Linked DNA regions of Danio rerio: region 2 is linked to region 1. The links are chromatin contacts, called in public HiChIP or PLAC-seq maps. All regions are on one chromosome and are shown on one strand. The core of a region is the stretch at or near the end of the contact, and the rest is flanking DNA. Distances in the headings are between cores, read along the strand shown. Region 1 holds the start of cramp1 (cramped chromatin regulator homolog 1). Region 2 holds the start of si:dkey-81l17.6 (a long non-coding RNA gene).

Region 1 (4,714 bases), core at 664-3,163:
GCTCGGATGCTGATTGGTCAGCTGAATTGACGTCTCGTTTTCCTGTTTGTTGAAGCGTAATTATAAATTAATGGAGAGAATATATGTTTTTTCATAATATAATATAACGCAAAATACAATAAAATATATAAAATAAAATAATATATCATATGATATTATTTCATATTTAATATTTTATATAATTTTATTTAATATTATAATATTTTTAGCATATTATAATATAATTATATAATATAAAATACACAATAAAATTATATAAAATAATATAATATAGAATAAAATAATGTATAATAATATAATATAATATAATACAAAATAATATAATATAATATAATATAATATAATATAATATATAATATAATATAATATAATATAATATAATATAATATAATATAATATAATATAATATAATATAATATAATATAATATAATATAGGGCGAAGCAGTGGCGCAGAAGGTAGTGCTGTCACCTCACAGCAAGAAGGTCGCTGGGTCGCTGGTTTAAGCCTCGGCTCAGTTGTCGTTTCTGTGGTTTCCCCCACAGTTCAAAGACATGTGATACAGGTGAATGGAGTGAGCTAAATTGCCCGTAGTGTATGAGTGTGTGTGTGTGAATGTTTCCCAGAGATGGGTTGTGGCTGGAATGACATCCGCTGCGTAAAAAACTTGCTGGATAAGTTGGCGGTTCATTCCGCTGTGGTGACCCCGCATTAATAAAGGGACTAAGCTGACAAGAAAATGAATGAATGAATAAAATATTATTTTATATAATATAAATAAAATAATATAAAATAATATAATATAAATATAATTTAATATAAAATAACATAATATAATACAATATAACACAATATAAAATAACATAATATAACACAATAGGACAATACAATAATATAATACAATAGAATATACTTTATATATATATATATATATATATATATATATATATATATATATATATATATATATATATATATATATATATACACACATACACTACTTATATACACTATATATATATATATATATATATATATATATATATATATATGTGTGTGTGTGTGTGTGTGTGTGTGTGTGTATGTGTGTATATATTTGTGTGTGTTTGTGTGTGTGTATGTATAATGTATATAAAATGTTACGTTCATAAACTACATATAAAATTTTTAAGATTTGTTACAAGCATGAAATATAATATAATAAAGCTTTTATTAAATTATCTGAATAAATTTAATAAGAATTAAAAAAATTCTAATTTGTGCAAACAAGGATTGATCGCTGAAAACAAAGATCACTTCATCAATGCTTTCAAGATTGTCTAATAAACGTTATTTGTATGATCTGAGAAAACCTTTGCATTTTATGTTTTGTTTTATATTCAGTTTTTTAATATTGTGTATTATAAATAATCTTGACTTAATTATGAAAATATATAAAATATCACATACTAAATTATATATTATAAACAAAATACCAGTGAAAAGTAATGCTCAATAGAAATATATTGCAGTATTTGAATAAAAATAAAATATTAACTTTGAACGTCACAATAAATATACAACATATTATACATGACATATGTATAACATACAAACCCACAGTTTACTGATATAAGAACAGGAAACTAATAAATTAAACAAAACTTGACTTTCATTGCGCTCATTTACCGTCCCTCATTGTTTCTGTGTCGTCTTTGTTCATTTTGGGTGGGACCGTTATTTTAAAACATTTGTCACGATGAATAAAATGACGCAGGGTAAACGTACGTTATAATTGGCTTCTTTGAAAAAACGCCCCCTACACATTCCACCGTTGATTGGACTATATCCCCGTCAATCATTTTACGCAGCCAGCAACGCGCAACGCACAGACCAATCAGTGGATTTGTTTTTGAGCTGTGGTGGGCGTGTGTGACAGCAGAGGAAAACAGGAAGCGATGCAGTACTCACTGCTTCTCCTGCTACCCCTCCGGTTTTGTCTTTCTGGATACCGTGAAGGCCAAAAGGACATCGTATAAACAGGTAGAGAGAGTGTCAAATCATTTTTATTAAGGCGTATGTGTGGATCACACATCTGAGCGAATTATACGGGTTTACCGCAAACATAACGGTAAATGTTTAGCTAGCAAGTTAGCAAAGCAACTTTCTCAACGAATGTGCAGCTGGCAAGGCTGGTTGGCTAACGTTAGACATGTTGCTTTCGCTCATGCTGAAACCAGACTAATATCTTCTCTGTTTCGCAATGATAAATACTACTACTACTACTAATGATAATAATTATATTAATGTCTACCATAAACAAGCTTTCAGTGGACTGACAAGCATGTGTAATTAAAGTAAACACCCTCTATTATAAAGACTTTGACGACTAGCTTTCAGAACTAACTGAGAGTTTATAATCTGGCTCATTTTTGAGACTAAATCATCTATATTCATGCCTAAATTGAATCCACAAATGTGTATGTGTGAAATTCTCAAGCAGGTAGATGTATTATTAAGACTTTATGTCACCTATAGTGTTCACTCGCGTGAGGTTATTCTCCAAGCACATACATGCTTGATGTTTAACTGTTAAAGCAATGGAGATGTTTCACAGAATGCTCAAGAGGATGAAATGAACGCATTTGGTTTTATCTGAGGTTTTGGTGTCTGTTGGACATTGACAGCTGCAGCTGTAGGGAGCAGTGGTTGAGCAGCTGAAGTGAGCCTAGCTAGATCTGATTTCATAAAGACATTATTAAAAGGCTATTCGTGGAGTAAATCAAGCTGGAAGTTGATTTGAGCCCAAGATAAAGTGAGAGTTCTCAGTCTGGAGTGCAGTAGTGTTTCAAATATACTGCACATCATGTTTCTCTAACATCTAAACATGCATGTAAATCATTAACAACACGTATTTATAGTAAACAACTAAGTTGCTCACTCTTTTTTTCATTTTTGACAAAGTGTGAAGCTCTTAAACTTAAGACACACCCTAATCAAGCAAGCAAGGCGCTTATTGAGAAATGCACATTTTTTTATTTTAACACACACTAAAGATCTGCATATATTACACGTGTGTGTGTTTATATATATTTACTTGTTTTAATGTTTTATTTACTTCTGTTTGTGCAAAGCACCACACCACACCCCCTGCGAGTACGTGATCTATATATGTGCTCGATCAAGTCTGTCCTGCCTGTCGTCGAGATGATGAAATCAACGCTCGCTTTAGTCATTTTATCTTAGGATAGACTGGGTCTGTGGGGTGTCAATAGGCACATCTTTAAATGTCAACAATAAACGAGCATCAGCTCTGTTGTGAAGTTATGATGACGTAGATGGAGTAAGCAAAGTCCAGACGAGAGGATAGTGGCTGTGTGCGCGCGTGCAGTGGGTTTGTGTTGACCGAAATGCCTCAAAAGCAGAACTGCCGGGGTTCGGCTGAATCCGCGTGTTTGGTCCTAAACGTATGCTTAGATGACAGGTGTTTGTTGTTGTGGTAAAACTAGTGAGTTTGTGAGTCGGAGTTGCTGTGGCTACGAAAGCTCCCAGTTGTGCTGCGCGGAGTTGAACCCCAGTAGGAGCAGCAGCCAGGAGAGGACGACTTTGCCTGACCTCGTTTGCGCTTTGAATATGTTCAAATCCGTCAAGTTTTGCTCTCGAGAACCTCCGAACTCATGGTGAAGAGAAAGAAGACGCCGTCCGCGTCCGAAGAGCTCGAGAATGGGTAAGAGTGACTGAGAAACAAGCACTTTAGATAGAGGTCGAATGCGCGAAAGATTTGCGTTGTCGTCTGTCGTTTTCTGCAGGGCGCTAAAGTGTAGGCGCTCGCGCTTGAATTTCAAGGTAAATAAAAGGGCAGCTCGCAACTCGAGCCACGCGAAACTACACTAAAAAGACAAGCTGGGACGAAAGCACAATGTGTGCTTTTTGCTCACGCTGGTGAATAAGCGAATGGTTGTTTTTTTCGATGCGATCTGTCGGGACGGTGAGAGGGGATTTGAAACAAACAGCGGCGGCCATGTTGAGTTGAGCAGAATGTCGTCTTTCCAAGTTGATCGTTGTTTTGTGTCGCGGAAAATGTTTACGCTTGTGTTTCGTTTGTGTTTGCGCAGGATGACAGTGGGCCAAGGGGGCGGTTCGGGAGTCGAGGGGCCGAGCAAACCGGACCGAAAGCCCGAAGGAGGCGAGGATGGAGAGAGCGCAGATCAGGCGAGCGAGGAGACGAGTACAAAGAGAGTCGGAGAGGAAACACTTAATCCATCCAGCACGGCCAGCCCCGGTTCGGCTCCCACTCCTTCCACACAAACGTCAAGCCCACCCGGACCACAGGTGAACCCGACAGCTCTTTCTCCGGGGCTGGCCGTCCCGAACAACCAGGACCAGCATCATTTTCTCCGCTCCAGTGTGCGACCTCCGAGCAAGCGGATACGGAAAGATGCCTCGTCCCCGGCGCTGAACGGTCACGGCGGTGCGAAAGCGAAAGGTGAGTGTCCATCTCTGCCCGTGTCCCCTGCTCAACTGTCATCCTCTGTACTTTAACTTTTGTGCAATGAGTTTGTTTGACTGCTTTAGATTTGACGAAACGCTGAGGATTCCTCATGCTTTCTGGAGTGAAAGTGACTTTCACAAGCTGCTCTCACTACTGAAGCTTCTTCAAATCTCAACAACTGGACTGATTTGGTTGCTTGTAAATGTATTTTAATGACCCAGTAAGCATTAGTGCACGGTTTTAA
Region 2 (4,714 bases), core at 1,553-4,052, 180 kb before region 1:
GAATAAAAATTGTTGCTCCATATAGGTGGAAGTGACAAACTACAAGCTTTACATGTTTATATCAGTTTTGTACCATATAAACATGACTGTTGTCACTGCTTTGAAGCACACTAGCCTATAGATATCATAAATACAAATAGTACTGTTACTAATATCAAAATAACTTTATTTTAATTTTATGGGATCTTTAACATTTATTATTACAGGACAGTATAATGGAGAAAGGAAGGCATGGGGAGCAGGGAGAAAGGAGAAAATAAGGATCAGCAAAGGACCTCGAGTTGAACTCGGGTCACCGTGGGCATCTCATTGCTATGCGTCAACGCACTAACCACTAGGCTTTTTCAATGATTTTAAATGGATCCCCTAAGTTTGGAGTAAAATGCTGTGTTAGGGATGCATCTATTTACCGATTTCACTATTAACCGCACTTTAATTAGTCATGGTTAATTAATCGTAAAGCCTTCTCAACACCGCACAAAAATGCTGCAACTAAAAAGTTATGCCAACTCTAAGCTAGTTTAAAGTTTCAAGCTTGTAAAAAGCAGAATCTGTGATATTAAAGTATCGTGTCTCACTGTTAGTAATGGTCAGTTCTAAGTGACTATCCAGCCAAACAAATTCGGAAAGTTCCTGAAAAGGAAGTAGAAGGTGGTGATGATGATGCTTCTGGCCAAAAAAAGACTCATTTTGCGTATGTGGAAGCTCAAATGCAAATCTAAACATGCATTTCACACCCTTGAAATGAAACATTCTCTGGCTACCATTAAATGTAGCACTTAAAATGTTTTAATGAGGCAAACTTATTATCCATTTATTGAGAATCTTTTTTTTTTTTTTACATTTATTTGTGATAACTTTCTCAAGTTTTAACAAAACATTTTGTACAATCAAGGTTGTAATTTTCACCCCATTTTTGAACATTGCCACCGAAATGAATTAGCAAACAAACAAAATTAAAATACAATTACAATAGGAATAGAAAAAATATAGCAAAACAAAATAATAATAATAAATAGAAAGAATAAAATAATAATACAAATATATAATACATAAAATAAAAAATAAACTTTAAAAATAATTTAAATAAATAATTACCTACAGTACATGATAATGCAAATCAATAATCTGATACATTTATAGTGGTCTTTTACATAAATTTGAAACCAAATTATTTAAGTGATCACAATGAAACCTGTTTGCACAGTTATATAAATCAGATAAAGGAGAGAGTCTTCCTTGTTTTAAAATCTGTGATCATAGGTTGTCATGTCTCAAAATATTTGGACAGATCCCTTCATTAGATATTTAATTTTCTCTAATTTCAAATATAAAATCAGATCACACATCCACATTGAAGCTTTAGGTGAAGCTGCTGATTTCCACTCTAGTAGTATTCTTTTCCTTGCTAACAAAGTAGCGAAGGCAGTAACATTTATTTACTTGTTTGTCAACGATAACTTGCTTTCTGGTACACTAAAATAGCTAACTCAACACCAGGATATGTCTCTAAATTAAAGGCTTCATTTAATGTTTTAAACATTTGTGCCTAATAGTCACTCAACTTTTCACAAGTCCAGAACATATGGAAAAAGTCTTCCTTGTCACTTTTACATCGATCACACAAGGATATATTTTTGGGTCTACGCAGGAACTGGATCCATTTACTCAGAGCTTATACTTATTTCATCAGGTATTTAAGTTCCAATATATTAAGAATCTTTAATTATTTTCCCAATATTTCACTCGTGATTTTTAACAGAGCAAGGACATTTTCAGTGCATTTCCCATTTTTTTTAAAGTCTTATTTCTTTTAGTTTAAAAAAAATAAATGTCAATATTAGGTCAATATTATTATTAATATTAAAATAAATATATTTTTATTGGTCACTGTTGTCCAATCTCTGGCCTAATTGTCAAAGTAACCTAATTTACTTGGTTAAGCCTTTGAGATTAATATTATCTTGCAAAATAACTAAGATATGATGTACTGTCATCATGGCAAAGGTAAAAGAAATTGCTTATTAGAAATTAGTTGTTAAATTATGTTTAAAAATATGTTGGAATATGCAGCTGGAAGAGCATCTGCTACGTAAAAGGTGCTGGATATGTTGGTGGTTAATTCCACTGTGGATGGAAATGAATGAATATGTTTTTATAAACTCTCCATTAAACAGCACTTGAGAAATATTAATACATAATATTAATACATAAAGGGATAGTTCACACAGAAACCACAAAGTTGATTTGACAAAAAAAAAGATATTAATCCAGAAAAAACAAACAAAACTGTTACCCTGATGAAGGCATACTCTTGCCGAAACGTGTAGGTTTTTAGAGATTTAGCCATGTGAATAAAGGCTTTTTAAATTTTTCACATTTTTCGAGTGCCTTGGACTGATTCTTTTTGTTGTTTTAAAAAAAAAAAGATTTTGAAAAATGTTGGAAAACAGCAGCTATAACCTCCATAGGATGATCAACCAATACTATTGAAGTCAATGGCTACAAATCTTTCATAACATCATCCTTTATGTTCAACAGAAGAAGCTCGAAACGCTTTGGAGCCAGGTAGAGATGGTATTTTTTTTATTTATGTTGATGTTTGGGGTGTGCCCTCAGTTTAATATTTAATGACTTTGATATAAAACAAAAACAGCCTCTTTTATCCGTATCGCTTGGTTTTCTATAATAGTGAAAACATATGTATTATAATAAAGCAAGCGCACTCTTCACCCATTAAAGAAACAACAACACAAAAAGATGCTCCCTTTACTGATCAGCTGGCCGCGGCTATTATTATCGCCCGCTGCATCTGTTTCTCGCAGGGCGGCCAGCAGTGTTGAGCAGCCGGGAAGGGTTTGCAGTCCGCCGGACACACAGCCCAACATTTCTCCTCTCTGGTGACCGAACGTCTTCCGCATCTCCCTCATCATGCTGGACGTCCTGATATTGATGTTTTTCGCCATCATCGGCCTCATGTTCCTGTCCTACATCATCTACATGCTGTGATTGTGTCGACATGGACGCGCCTCGGGACGGATCGCGAAACACAAAGGTTGGTGATGAAATGCAGCAAATAATGGAGGAAGAGCAGCGTTGTGTTGTTTTTAAGAGGGGGTTTTGATTGATGGTGTTTGTGGGTGGGCGCTTACCTAAATGTACTTATCATTAGGCTATGGTTAGAGCAAATGGTAATATTGGAATAGTTAGGTCTGTCATGTTATATAATATTAACATTTATTAATGCGTAATACGAGGAATCACACAACATGACGCGGGTTTACATTAGCTATAATAATGCTGTAGGCCTCGTGCAGATATGGAGAACCAAACCTGCTAAAAGAAGATGTGTATATATGGTGTAGGCTATAAATAAAGTTGAAGTCGAATTATTAGCCCCCTTGTTTATTTTTTTACCCCAATTTCTGTTTAACGGACAGACGATTTTTTTCACCACATTTCTAAACATAATAGCTTTAACTCATTTCTAATAACTGATTTATTTTATCTTTGTCATGATGACAGTAAATAATATTTGACTAGATATTTTTTAAGACACTTCTATACAGCTTAAAGTGACATTTAAAGGCTTAATTAGGTTAACTAGGCAAGTTATTTTGTAATGTTTGTTCTGTAGACTATCAAAAAACAATATAGCTTAAAGGGGCTAATAATTATGTCTTTAAAATGGTGTTTAAAAAATAAAAAAATCTGCTTTTATTCTAGCCAAAATAAAACAAATATGACTTTCTCCACAAGAAAAAAATATCAGACATACTGTGGAAACCCTTAAATGCCTCAGGCAAATCTGTGAAAAACTTGTCTTCAAGGAGGTCAATTGAAGTAAATACAAAAATCAGTATGTGCAGTAAAGTATGATGAATATGTTAGTAATCTATCAAATTAAATTTAGGGTAAAATTAAGTTTTTATTCACCTAAACCCAACTGTCCACCTATGTGGACGCCAGAGGAGTCAGATTGCATAAAAGTCCTTTTTTTCTGTAACCTGCTAATATATCTATTCTATTTTTCAAAGATGTTATCAATTGTCGTATATTGTTATAAAACAGACAATTAACAAATACATCAACATAAATAGTCGTTTAAAATGACATATTACATATGCCCTGTGTCCTGACTGTTTTAAGGGCTTTTACACGAAAAATAATAATTTCCTGCGTGCTGTAAAGAACCCAGTTTCAACTAAAAATACTGTAACTGAGATGATTTAAAAAGAAGTAAGATAAGGATGAAATAATAAGTTGTTACAATCAGCATTACAGTTGAAGTCGAATTATTAGCCCCCTGTTTATTTTTTCCCAATTTCTGTTTAACGGAGAGCTGATTTGTTCAACACATTTCTAAACATTATAGTTTTAATAACTCATTTCTTATAACAGATTTATTTTATCTTTGTCATGATGACAGTAAATAATAGTTTACTAGATATTTTCAAGACACTTCTATACAACTTAAAGTGACATTTAAAGGCTTAACTAGGTTAATTAACTAGGCAAGTTATTGTATAACGATGGTTTGTTCTGTAGACTATCCTGAAAAAGATATAGCTTAAAGGGGCTAATAATTTTGACCTTAAAATGGTTTTCAAAAAAATAATACTGACTTTTATTCTATCGGAAATTAAAGCAAATAAGCTTTTCTCTTGTAGAAAAAAACATTATCAGACATACTGTGAAAATTTCCTTTCTCTGT

The links. HiChIP or PLAC-seq counts read pairs in DNA pulled down with a chosen protein or histone mark.
Region 2: a contact with region 1 is called in an H3K4me3 HiChIP or PLAC-seq map of gastrula embryo, with 2.4 times the contacts expected there. The contact joins the promoter of si:dkey-81l17.6 here to the promoter of cramp1 in region 1. A contact is called at or near these places in 2 of 4 datasets of contacts at active chromatin or transcription factors (embryo and gastrula embryo).

The regions. Positions count from the first base shown.
Region 1 is chr3:14,553,283-14,557,996 of GRCz12tu, reverse strand. It overlaps cramp1 (cramped chromatin regulator homolog 1), which reads left to right and starts at 1,913. Exons shown (of 20, transcript XM_005163839.5): 1 at 1,913-2,021; 2 at 4,094-4,464. The coding sequence starts at 4,095. All of the region lies in intron 1 of LOC137490042 (a long non-coding RNA gene), which reads left to right.
Region 2 is chr3:14,738,501-14,743,214 of GRCz12tu, reverse strand. It overlaps si:dkey-81l17.6 (a long non-coding RNA gene), which reads left to right and starts at 2,802. Exons shown (of 2, transcript NR_170142.1): 1 at 2,802-3,055.